3 separate regions of the Mus musculus genome follow, and regions 1 and 3 are each linked to region 2. Evidence: chromatin contacts called from public promoter capture Hi-C data. All regions are on one chromosome and are shown on one strand. Each heading gives the region's core, a stretch centred on a gene start, on an enhancer-like site or on the middle of the called end of the contact. The rest is flanking DNA. Distances are from core to core; before and after follow the strand shown.

What was found. Promoter capture Hi-C pulls out the DNA fragments that hold promoters and counts their contacts.
Region 1: a promoter capture Hi-C map of the SN4741 cell line shows a contact between it and region 2, with 5 times the contacts expected there. The contact joins the promoter of Masp1 here to the promoter of Etv5 in region 2. A contact is called at or near these places in 1 of 39 promoter capture datasets (the SN4741 cell line) and 1 of 115 datasets of contacts at active chromatin or transcription factors (microglia).
Region 3: a promoter capture Hi-C map of pre-B cells shows a contact between it and region 2, with 3 times the contacts expected there. The contact joins the promoter of Vps8 here to the promoter of Etv5 in region 2. A contact is called at or near these places in 2 of 39 promoter capture datasets (liver and pre-B cells) and 1 of 9 other capture datasets (liver).

Annotation. Positions count from the first base shown.
Region 1 is chr16:23,518,031-23,522,360 of GRCm38.p6, forward strand. It overlaps Masp1 (mannan-binding lectin serine peptidase 1), which reads right to left and starts at 2,785. Exons shown (of 11, transcript NM_001359083.1): 1 at 2,516-2,785. The coding sequence starts at 2,520. It also overlaps a transcript of Rtp4 not described here.
Region 2 is chr16:22,437,239-22,441,351 of GRCm38.p6, forward strand. Etv5 (ets variant 5) reads right to left here and starts at 2,332. Exons shown (of 13, transcript NM_023794.2): 1 at 2,279-2,332.
Region 3 is chr16:21,419,990-21,424,388 of GRCm38.p6, forward strand. Vps8 (VPS8 CORVET complex subunit) reads left to right here and starts at 3,129. Exons shown (of 47, transcript NM_001285893.1): 1 at 3,129-3,236.

The DNA of each region.
Region 1 (4,330 bases), core at 1,535-4,034, 1.1 Mb after region 2:
GTACACGAGAAGCCTGTGGAGTGTTCTGTTCTTTGCATCTCGAGACAGACTTAGATGCATGAAGCAGATATCTCCATTCATGTGAGAGGCTGAAACATATGCTTGCTTGCTTGCCTTAGGGGCTGTGAACCAAAGGAGGCACACGGCAGCGTTCGCTTCTCATCGCAATCCTGTTTTGACTTCTTCTGCACCAGGCACCGGCTGTATAAGTCCTGACACCTGTTATCTCTCCCCCAGCAGATCAAAAACAGTCGAGCTGCATTTGTTTGAAATGTCAAAAGTGATACAGAGAGCTGGGATTTCACAGTCTCCGTGATAAGAGCAGGCCATCAGAGACACATAAAGAAGCTAGGAGAGTCAGACTGTGGCGTCAGGGGCACGCCCTAGCTTCTCCATTTGCTCCGCTCATTTCAATGTACACGCCACCAACACTCCATTTTTAAGATTCAGTGTTGGAAGAGACTACAGAGCTCCCTTACCCACCAGCCTCACTTGACAGACGATGAAAAGTATATCCTAAGAGATGGCATATCATGCCAAATACCATATGGTGAATTAACTCCAACAGAAGAAAAGAATAACAAAAGCTCAGAGAAGAAGTTGGATCCATGCCCGTATCATGCCCAGGCATCTGGCCAAAGCAATTAATCCTGTGAAAAAATAATTAAAAAAAAAACCCCATAGCTTTATGTGGAAATTAAAAAAAAATACTAATGTTTGAACCCCTCCCCTGTGCACGAAACTCTGTTCTATCGCCTGGGGACTGGCATTCCTCGAGTACCATAGACCATTGTAATCTGCAGCTGGGATTGAGAGCCTCATAGAATATATCAGGAAAATGATTGGAGCCCAAAGACACAAGAATGAGTCTGGGCCTTTTCCAGATCATCAGTGTGGCCCTGGGCAAGTTGCTTAATGGCTTCTATCTCATGTTCCCATTAATCCTTATGTCACATGAAACCCGAAGCCAGGATGAAGCAATGCTCATGAAAGTGACTCAAGTGCTGTGTGCCTGTGAGTCCAGACCCCTGAGAGACAGCCAGCAGGACACTTTCCTAGAACTTCTTTTTGATATTCAGTAATTGAATTCGACTCTGTCATAGTTACTGAATTTCTACTAGAAAGGAACATGATGTTAGGTGCTGGTCACATGACCATGAAGACCTACAAAGATGAAGACATTGGTTACATCCCTCGGAAGTGGGAAGTGGACATTTAAATCAGTAGCCACGCCAGAGATGACAAGAAATATGGCCACAGATGAGAACAAAGGAAGAGATGCCATGTCTGAGGGATGGAGATCAGAAACGAGGACACAATGTTGAGCGAAATACCTGGGAGGGTTGTCCTAAATTGAGGGTTAAGCATATACAACGGTGAGCTTTTGGGATGGCTGAGGCACAGGTAAGGCAGAATATCATTCCACAGTACAAAGGAAGAAAAGCCATTGTTTCAGAAGAAGGGAAAAATGAACAAAACCAAAGGACAACTTTACAAGATCAGAATGACGGAATGAACTTTTAGAGACAGCTCTTCCTCCTAGGCATAGGTCAATGCAATCCAAAGTTACACAGATGGAAGCTCACTCTTTATTGGCCCTGGACTGAGCAAGTTACCAGGTGACTGAAGAAAAGAAACAAATAGAAACTTTCCTGATTTAAAGGAAAGCGAATGGAAAATAGGTGTGTAGGGACTTAACACATCTCCAGAGTGTGTTTCCTTGCTCTTTTTGACACTTACAAGTGATAACAATAATTAGGATAGTTGGGGTTTCAGACTCTGGTAAAGCTTATAAGAAATGCCTGGTGAGGAACATGAAGGGACACAAGAAACAGGGAAGGTTGAAGAGCTTCAAGCCCATTAGAATTTAAAGTGGTAGGTTTCTGAATCCCACATGCTCCTTAAAAAAACTGTGGTGTCTCTTTAAGAGCCATTTGGTGCATTTCCTAGCCTGATTCATGTCACCAGCTGCCTCTGATTTCAGTGAGAAATGCAGAATTTATAGGGAACTGTAAAATGGGGACAGGTTTCTAGTTTTCTAAATTGAGGTTTAACTGGCAAACTTCTGAAGGCTCAAGAAACCACAAGTGAGGCTGTGGGGGGAACTGTTGTCTTTTCCGGTCAGAAAAAAAAAATATAAACACACAAACACATTATCTAACTCTCAAAGTGTTGGGAGAAAGAAATCAGTGCTCTTTGCCGAGCAGCAAAAAGAAGAATCAGCCTTGTGGGCAGGAGGAGGAGGAGGATCGCATTGGCCAGTAGGCAGCACCCTGTGCTGGCAGAGAGAGAAATCTGAGCCTCAGCCTCGCCAGGAGCAGGCTTTGCACAAACTATCTGGTTTCAAGTTGCGACTCTCCGGAGTCCCTGGGAAGGTGCCCCAGGGACAGGGCCCCCAGGATTGATGAGACTCCCCCATCCCCAGCCGCCCAGAGGATAAGCAGGTGAGTCTGCCTAGAGACAAGGTCAGACCCAGCGGGCTGCTCTCCACTCGGTCCCCTGACCAGGCACTCACCTCATTTTCCTGCTCTGTGAGCTCCTGGCTTTGGTTCCTTCTGCCAGACTTGTCTGTGAGCTCGTCCCAGTCCCCGGTGTGGTGTCAGCGATGCCTTATCTTTGTTCTGAGGTCCCTGTGTGTCTCTGGAATTGGCTGGCATTCTCCATTCAGGTCACGCCTTCTCCTGCCTGCAACAGATCCCCTCTCCCCCTCTCCCTCTGGCTTTCCCTCTCTCCTCTCTCTGTCTGAGCTTATGTACACTCGGAGGGACCTGACAGACTGTTTCCTTGCAAGATCTGTTAGCCAGTCCCCTCCTAGGGAGGGACTGCAGCCCTTGAGAAAAAAATCTGAGAGACTTAGAGGTGTGTGTGTGTGTGTGTGTGAGAGAGAGAGAGAGAGAGAGAGAGAGAGAGGAGAGAGAGAGAGAGAGTAATTTCTCTTCAGCCTCCCTTGCCTGATGGCTATAATTGTTCTACTTTAGGACCCCAGCAAAAGAACAATTAAACAGAAACAGCCAACTAAAAAGGCAGTTCTAGGAGATTATAAAAAAGAAGGCAGATTCCAAGCCTCAGCCTGTTCGTGGACATCCACAGGTTTTTTTTTTTTTTTTTTTTCCTTCTGAAAACCTCGTGGCTGGCCCCGCTGGTGAGGGAGCACCAGTTCCTGCAGTTGGCTACTTACTCTCCCCACTTGAAAGGCTGCTGCGTGGCACTGTCTAACTGCAAGCATGCAGAGATCTAATTTACCCAGTTGGGAAAAAGGCTTCAGCAAAGCCAGAGAGCCAGGTGCCCCATGCATCTAGAAAGAACTGTGCCTGTGTGCTGTCAGTGCCTCAGGCCCCATAGAGAAACGTACAGCAGATCTATGCTGAGCTGAGTAATAAGAGAGCCCTCTTCCTAAAGACAGCACCACATATAACCCTCTCCACAGCTAACCCCTACTGTAACTCCACCACAGTATCATCTCTGCAGTCCGACATCTCAGTCCGACAGAGGCCCTTCCACAGTAATAACCCCAACACACAAAAGTGGCAGCCTGCGCTGAAGGGCGTGTGAGGTGGGTGGGCCCGCTCACCTGCATCATTTCAGCGCCAGGCACAAACGCTGTCTAAATCACTTCCACAAACTTCTGAGGGTTCTCTCTGATGGATCTTTTCCAGGTGGGAAAATGATGTCTTAACAAGATTATAGGACTGGCCAAGGCATCCAGGATCCCACTACCACTTCTGGAGCCATTGCCACCTCAAGCCAGCTGTTAGAAGAGCCACTGGGCGCTAACCCTGGCCCCACTCGTTCCTTCGAGAACCTTGTCCAGGCCTGTGGTAGCATTATAACTCCAGTAAAGAAAGTGCCCAGAGGAAGTGGTCATACACTTAGGAAGGGAGGAAGAAGTCCATCTCTCATGGGTTCCATGACACCACGTCTCGGTAACGTATCACAGAGCACGTGGCGTTTGCAAACCACATACATCCACTAACAGAGAAACCGAGTCCTGAACTATTTCAAGCGCTTTAGATGCTGATCCAGACTTTAACGGTGATCTATGTTTTCTGACCAACCTGGCTGCGTACAGCACTGTTTCAGATCCCATCTCTTTGTTCGCTGAATGGAAACTGTAACGAGGCACAAGTGAGAATTTGAGGATGAGCTGCTTTTCAGTCATGCAGAAGGCCACCTGCCACCTGAATCAAGGTGCCAAACACATTCTCCACCCTGAGATAGCTCTCCTTGACGTATTTTGGGGGGAGCAAAGATTTGACATTTACTGTAACCCCTTCTTGTCTTTCCTCCAAGTTCTCCAGTTTAGCTTTCCTGAGTGCCAGCCTTGTGTGAT
Region 2 (4,113 bases), core at 1,082-3,581:
ACCCAAACCGTCTGTCCAAACAGGTGTGTATACCTGAAATGACACAGCATCTCCATGGCAACCTACAAAGATTAGCTGCCATCTACTCAATTTCTAAAATAAAACATCTATAAAAATGAGAGATAAAGGAAATTCAGTTCCACTGCACATATTTAAACATTTCTACCAAAAGGCCAAAAAAAAAGGAAAAGAAACAGAAAAACAAAACACCGTCATTGAAATCTTTCAATGCAAAAATATCCATGAAAAGAAAACTCCCTGTTCTACAATGACCTCAAATCTTCAACAAAATCAGTCAACCACTGGTAAGAGCTGGGCTTGGAACTAAATCAAGAGGGGAGACACTTTTCTAGCGTGGGAGGAATTAGCTAGCAAGTTTAGGTGTTACCTTCCTAAACACTTAATTTTCCAAATAAAAACTCAGGTCAAAATAATGGGGGCATAACAAGTATTTATTCACCTCAGGTCTGAATAACAGACAGGCCTAACTAGCATTTTCTTTTAAGTTGTACACAAACTAGGGAACACTTTTCACAGTAACCATTTCCATCTGACTTGTTTTTCACGCTGTGAGCACCATATCAAATTTTCATAAGTGAGCAGGATACAAGAAAACCCTTCACAGCCAGCACTTGGCCCAAGTAATCAGATATTTTCAAAGTCAAAGGAAAGAGAGTTCGCAACTTCCTAGAAAAACACTTCTGCCAGCTTGCCTTCCTTCCACACAGTGCAAACATCGTTCAGAATGAGGCCTCTCTTGAATGTCACCAACCAGGACCCAAATCTGAGAATCTTTAGTAGACTGTGGAGAAGAAAGAATTCTGTGCTGTATTTTTAAAAATTTTGACTAAGTTGTGGCCTCAGAAATTCTTAAATGTCTGTTGTGGGTTAAGAGAACAACGTGTAGGAAAACCAGAGGATAAAATATTTTTAGAAGCTCATGATGCGCAAAAAAATATCCTTTGAAAAAAATCGGTAAAAAGAAACTTCCCTAAGAGATTCCAAAAGCAGCAGCAAGGATCTTCTAAGCAGCCCTTCGAGTTCAAGAGCTGGAAACGTCGTGTTCAAAGTATCTTTTAAAAGCCTGCAGGGAAGGCTTCGGTTCATCCTGGAGTTTAAACCACTTCCTTTGTGTCGTCGTAGTCGCTCCCCCCCCCCAGCCCCCAAATCCAGGGTGCCCCCAGGAAAACTTTAACTGGGCGCAGCGACCGGATCGAGGCCCCTCCCCGTGGCGCGCAGCGAGCCTGGTTTTATGAATGGGAGATGGAGCCGCGGCCGCCACCGCAGGTAGAGGCTGTAACTGGATCCCTCGCGCCCGGCCCCATTCACAAAACAAGACACACTTCCACCCAATTCCCAGCCTTCCCATTCATGAAAACTCCTTCAGCTGCGCCCCCGCCCCCACTCCCAACGCACGCTTAGCCTCCGACGCAGGCCCCTCACCCCAGCGTTTTAGGAAGAAAGCTCAATGCTTCATTCACAAAAAAAAAAAAAAAAAAGGGAGAAAAAAAAAAAAGCCTCAGAGCTCAGAGCCCAAGAAAGAAACCTGCTTCATTCATAAAGTCACCCACATTCAGAAAACGAGGTGCAGCGCTGGCCGATACCAGCAGCCTCATTTGCTCCTGATCACACATGCCGCCTCCCCTCATCACCCCCTACTTAATCAGTACCCCCTTTGCGGGGGAGACCCCGAATCATTCACGAGGTTCCAGCACACTCTCGGCAGCCTCGGAACCGGTTCTCTCTTCCCCCAGGCCGTGGCTCAGGCGGCCCCAATACCCTCAGCCCTAAGAGGAGGGAGTGGGGGGCTGCGGGCCCGCTGCCCAGTCTCCAACTTGCCAGGCCTGCAGAAGTTCGGGCAGATCCTGCACCCTCAGGCTGCACATGTCGGTGTCATTTAACTCTCGGGGTTCTGAAGCAGAACCCCTGAAACTGCTGCTCGCCTCCCCCCACCCCCCATATTAAGAGTCGCGGAGCGTTTCTTCTCGCGAGCCTCCCAGGGCCCTCGGGGGCCCACAACTTCGCGCCCCGCACCCCGTTCTTGCACCCCGCTTCTGTAGCCTGAGCCGGGCACCCCGCTCCCTGCACCCGCTCCAGCACCCCGGGTGCCTCCTCCGCGGCGTGCGGAAACCCGTTCTCCGCTCGCTCCGGAACCGCTAGCCGCCCCCGCCCGAAGCCTCCCAGGAACCGAACCGAACCGGGCCTCGGGGGGAGGGGGCGGCTAGCTCCGGGAGTCACCCCAAGCACGCCCAACTGAGGACCCAGAACCAGTCCGCACCTGAGCGGCCACTCCGCGCGCCCGCCTGCGCGCCTCCGTGGCGGGCTGGGCCGCAGCGATCGGGGATGAAGACCGCTCTGCGCGCCGGCCTCCGGACTCTGCGCCGCCCTGCAACCCGCTGCAGCACTGGCCCGGCCCCCGCCGGCTCCGCCCGCCGCCATTGGCCCGCAGCCCAGAGCACACACGTCCCCATTGGTCGGCGGCCATCCCCGCGGCTGCCCATCACCTCTTGTTTACCCTGTCTTCAGGCAAATCCAGCTGGGCCGCCCCATCATCTGCGGCGCCCATTGGCTAACGGTCGGCCTCCCTCAACGCCCTCAGAGGTCTGTTTTACATAATTTATGCGCTGGGCGCCATTGACCAATCAGCACCGGCTTGTTTATATAATGAATGTAAGGACGTTTTTCATTCATAAAAAACGCGACCTGAGGGGGAAGCTTAGCTGAGTCAGTGAAGCTCTTAAAGGGGCCACTCGCGAAGTTCCCCCTGGCCTCGGCCTGCACCGCTCCTCCCGCCACCCCCGCGCGGGGCCGCTTGGCGCCAGGCGTTCGCAGCTGCAGCAGCGAGCTAAGTTATCATTTTAGAACTCAGGCGAGAGGAATTCGTCATTCCACACACAGAAACTCGCTGACCCTGCCTGGGCGTTCGGCCCATAGAAACACAAAAAACGGAAACCGAGCCCTCTAATCTTAGCTACCTTGAAGAGAAGCCTTAATTTTTTTTTTAAACCAGGTTTCCAGTGGGAAAAAAAAGTAGTTACCTTCCTTTAAAAACCTGAGCTTTTCCAGATCTTAGTGATGTACCCATGTTGCCAAAGCCTAAGGCCCGACCCGATCGCGTCTTCTCGGGCTAATAATTGCCTCTGAGCTCTACAGGCAAGAGGCTACAGCCAGAAACCCGGTTCGTGGATCGCACCGGGCCGGTAGAGGGCCTTGGAAGCACAAATCCCTTTGAAACGTGCGTGCAGTTAGACCGCTTGCTTCTCTCCCGGGCTGCTTGTTTTCCATTTAAGTGTTGAATGCAAGATGGTGTGTTTGCGAATTAGATCCCGTGCAGCTGGGAACCGGGAGAAGCAGTGTTGCTTGCCAAAGGATCGGGCATTGACTGCAGTTGTTGAGATTCTTAACAGGGTGTTCCAGGAAACAAATAAAACAATCCTCTGCCCCTTCCAACTCCTCGTCCTGCTCCTGCCACCGACAATGGCCGTTCTCTTCTTTTCCCAAGGACGCTAGGGTGCTTGTGAACGAGTTCTGTTCTCTACTAACCGGGCAGCAAGGTGTCAGCGTTTGGAGAGTTGAGCCTCAGCAAAGCGGGTCCCAAGTTGTTACCCTAAGGGTGCCCAGTGCCCCACAGTGAAACACGTGGTGTGGATTTCTAGTCCGCGGCCTTTCCCCCCTAAGCTTGTGGATCAGAGCTGGTACTTGGTGTGTTGATTACAGTCCTTGACCAGTTTGAATGCTGGGATGAGACCTGCACCCAGGTTCAGTGGGCTGAGTTATCGGTTTTGCCGGAGACTGGGAAGGGCACCAGTTGAAGTGTGGGCAGGTGCTTTGAACTTTTAACGAGCAGTTCCTTGATATTTAATTTCCTGCCTGAGCACAGTGCTTCCCTTAGCTCCTATTCTAGTTGGTGGCTATAGAGTTTGTCCTCTTGTACCCGTGTTCCCAGCTTGTTTCTGACGTCCTGAAGGCTTTCAATTCAGCAAGGCCCACACTAGTTCCAGATCCTCTCTCACCGGCTTGGTCCCATCACCGCCATCCCTCCCTGTTCTCATCCCAGGCCAACCTCCTGCCTGGTTGAAATTTCTTCAAGAATTTCCTACTCCCCTTTGCTTA
Region 3 (4,399 bases), core at 1,879-4,378, 1.0 Mb before region 2:
TGCTTTCATATTTGGAGCCCTCTTTCTCCACTCCACTTTTCACTTACATTTATATTCCAGATTCTTTCTCATCCAACTATGTTCACAGAATCCCCACCAGAAGTAGATTCTGCCTCAAGAAACTGGGTTTTCCCCATTCACAGAAATCAGTTCCTCATGTGTTGAGGTTTTATGATGAAATCAATTAAGCTGTACCTTCAAACTTCACTTCTCAGGCTGTCTCTAGAATACCTGTAATTATTTTATCTCTGAAGCGACCATGTCACCCATTGACTTCAAAATGTCTGGTCAAGTTGGTATTCTGACCTCCTCTTATAAATCACAAATGCTCTTAACGGCACCCACAGTAGCTAGCTTCTCTTGACGGTTTTCAATTTGCTTTGCACAGATCCATCAGAAGAATCAATATTTATGGCAGCTACTGCTTTATAAAACGTATGGCCTTGGTTTTCAGTGATGGGGACCACAGTCAAGCATTGTGTCACTATGCTAACCCCCCAGCTCCACAGAACATATTTCCTACTATTTATACAGATTTTTACAGTTTCATTTGTTATTTGTGTATATGTGATGCATATGTGCGGGACGCCACAGCTCAGTGCACATGTGCGAGTCAGAGGACTACTCTTTCTACCATGTGGGCGCCAGGGCTCAAGCTCAGGTCACTAGGAGCAGTCTTGCAAGCTCCAGATTTCTTAAATATTAATACTTTCCAGCCATAATGGCCTACATTTAATCCCAGTTCTAGGCCAGCCTGGGTTAGAGTGAGACCCTGTCTCAAAATAAAACAAAACCAATACAAGACAAAAACAAAACCCTGGCTGGAGAGATGGCTCCACGGTTAAAAGCACTTGCAGGGGACACAGGTTCTGAGCCCAGCACCCACATGGTAGTTCACAAACATCTTCCAGGCCTCTGAGGGCATCAGGCATGCACATGGTGGACATACATAGATGCAGGTAAACATCCACATAGATAAAATATTTTTTTTTTTTTTTTTTTTTTTTTTTTGCCACAGGGTTTCTCTCTGTAGTCCTGGCTATCCTGGAACTCACTTGATAGACCAGGCTGGCCTTGAACTCATGGAGATCCACCTGCCTCTGACTCCCCAGTGCCGGGATGGATTAAAGACCTGTGCCACCACTGTTCTGCTGGATAAAATAAAATTTACGACATCTTTAAGAAGTCATTCCGGGTGGTGGCGCACGCCTTTAATCTTAGCACTTGGGAGGCAGAGCCAGGCAGATTTCTGAGTTCCAGGCCAGCCTGGTCTACAGAGTGAGTTCCAGGACAGCCAGAGATATGCAGAGAAACCCTGTCTCGAAAAACTAAAAAGAAAAGAAGTCATGAATCTGGGAAAGGGACTGGTGGGAGTAGTTAGAAAATACATTAAGTAAAAAGTAAAGGTTTTACTGTTATCTCTCTTCCAAATCAAACCAAGAATGATACAATGTAACTATTAAAAAATTAATTTGAGTAGGCCAAAAAGAGGGCTATGGGTATGGGTTTTTATTTTAAAACATTTCCTGAGTTTTCCAAGCTTTCTATAACAAGCATACACTATTTCTATTTTTAGTTAAGTAGCACTGTTCAGGCAAGCCTGTGGCCTGCTCCGTGTTGTCAACAAGGGATATGAGAGGCGGTCACGGGAAGGGATTTCTCAGGTATCTCGAGTTGAAATCTGCTCTTCTACAACATCCACCCACAAGACTTGGCTTTGCTTTCTGAAGTTCTCTAGAATAAGTGTGTGACGACTGTAAAACATTTTGAAAATGTCAATTAACAATCTTCCCATTTTTCATGTCCTATAGCCCCATTCCCCAATGTGTCAGCTGAATTCCGTTCTTCCCAGAACTTTAACAATTCTCTGTCACTCAGGGCTCAGGGTTCTGGTGTCACCATTCTGTCTAACCTACTTTAGACGGGTCTCTCTCTCTCTCTCTCTCTCTCTCTCTCTCTCTCTCTCTCTCTCTCTCTCTTTCTCTGTGTGTGTGTGTCTCATACACACACACTCACACACACAGAGTCATGGCTGAAATGTGTTTCTGTGAGTGATTATTAAAGATGTTTGGAAGCCACTGCCTGTACCCTAGCCACATCAGGCTAGCAACTTGTCCCTAAACTCACCTTGGCTTGTAACTAATCCCACTGTTCCCTCAGTTAGGCAGTCTCTCTGGCTCCTGCCTACAGAAGTCTCCTCACTCCCTGCTCCCCCCCCTTTTTTTTAGCTAAGGTGTTGATTATTTTCCTTCATCCGTGACCCTAAAAATGACAGCCCTATAGTTTCTTTATGTCACTGTGATCAGCTGGCCTTTACTGACAGTCCTAATGTACTTACAGGACAGACCTACAGTGAGCCTGGTTGATACTCAATGTAACTCCTCCTGAGGTATCTTCCCACACTCTCCCTCCTCATTTCTCCCTCACAGACAAGTCCAACAACTATGTTATCTGCCTCCTTGGGTTAATGATACCATATAGTGGCAATTGTAAACGCCAAACTATCCTGAAATAGCTTTTTCCAGTAGCATATTAGGGAAAAAAAAGATGCCTTCTCTATTTAATAATGTGACCCACTCTATTATTTTTTGATGGAACAATGACAACTAAAAATGATAATTTGGAAAAGAAGTTTTCAGTATCCATCCTTATTTGCAAAAACAATGTTTCCCCTTCCCCCCAAAATTACCCACCAAAACCCAGCAATTCTGTGTTCACCTTTCAAAAGAAAACGAATTAGTGGACACTACCAAATCCAACGAAACGAATTCCATATCCACTCCTAACCCTGCACTGTGTATCCATCCATCCATTTATCTATTTGTCGAATCTGAGACAGGTCTGTGTCGGTATCCCAGACTAGTTTGAACTCAATATGCTCCTTCTGCCTCAGGCTCCTGCGCGCCTGATGGCTGGACGATCCTTGACACCTCGTTTTGGGGTGAGTTTATGGAAGTTCAGGTGAGCTGATTGAAAGGGACGTTCCTTTTAATCTGAGGACCTCTATTTGCTAGACTCCTCCGGCTCAGATGCCAGGGCTCCTTGAGCGTCCCTGGAGGCCGGACAGAGTCTCCCTTTAAGGAGGGCGTGACGCAGAGGCTCGCACCGCCCAGTGCAGGGCGTCTCTGGGGAAGAGAGCGGAAGCGCGCCCGCCAGCTGCCGAGACTGCGCGTGCGTGGGCTGGCCTCCGCGGGGTCACGTGTGCTGGGGTCCCGTCAAGGCAGACGCCGGCTCAGGTAACACGTATTCCGAACGGGTGGGGCGGGGCGGCGGGTGCGGGCCGGCGCGGCAGGGGTGCGCAGACGGAGCTGCGCCCCAGTGGCTCCCGCAGACCCTGTGGCCACCGCGGGCTGGCTCAGGAGTCTGACTTCGCACTAGGTTAGCAGTTTCCACCCGGGTCCGGCCGCCTGCGGGGATACCGGACTGGCGCGCTCACGCCCGGACTGCGGCCGGGAGGTGGGTGCTGTCCCTCCCACGCCCGCCGCACGGCGTGGAGGTTCTCACCCGGTCCGACTGACGTGCAGCCCGTGCTGCCGCTTCCTCCTCGCCTCCTGCCAGGTGTGCCCCAATCCGAGGGCCGCAAGGTGGGGGGCACCCCTGTGCCTTGGCTTGTTGTCTAGGTGTGGCACTCGGGGGACAGAGGCACGCGGCAATCCAGAGTTTGGGTGTACTAAGTGGACATGTTTCAATGGAAGGATTGTACTGGCTTATCCGGAGTAGCTGCTGGAGCCTTCTCATAAGTAGGCGGGGCTCTATTTGCCAGAATGCTTGTTACTGTACTGCCCACTCTACTGGACACCCCACCCCCTAACCCCCCCCAAAAAGCCCAAGTAACGTAAGCACAGATGTTGGCTAGTGCCGCTAACTCTGTTCCAGGTGTCTCTGTTTGGGAGAAAATTGCACATCGTTGTGTGTGGGTTTATGTTACACTTCTGTGTTTGAAGTGCTTCCAATATAGATTGAGGATGGGGGAACCCACATGTGTTTAAGTCATGGGTTTGCTCACGTTGACATCTAAGCAGAAAAGTATTGACTCCTCTAGCACTAGCTGACCTGGTCTGTAGAATACACAATAAAGATAAATGGAGCAGTTTTGTTTGAACTGTTGAGCCTTGTATGCGGGAAGTGACTGAGTTATGTGAGAAAATTCTTTACAGACCTCTAACAGAATAAGGTGCTGATTTTTTTTTCTTTATATGTTTCTTTTGTAATTGGACTGTTGGCAGTCGTTGAGTGCATTCTGTCTTCCAGAATTTGGGGGTTTCTTAGTGACTCTTAGTGTTATCCCCACTAGTCCATAAACATTTTAGCCATTGGGATAGGAGAAGTAAGGCCCTAGAGCTGGAGTTACGAGCTGTTGTGAGCTACCCCGTGTTGGTGCTGGGAACCAAACTCTGGC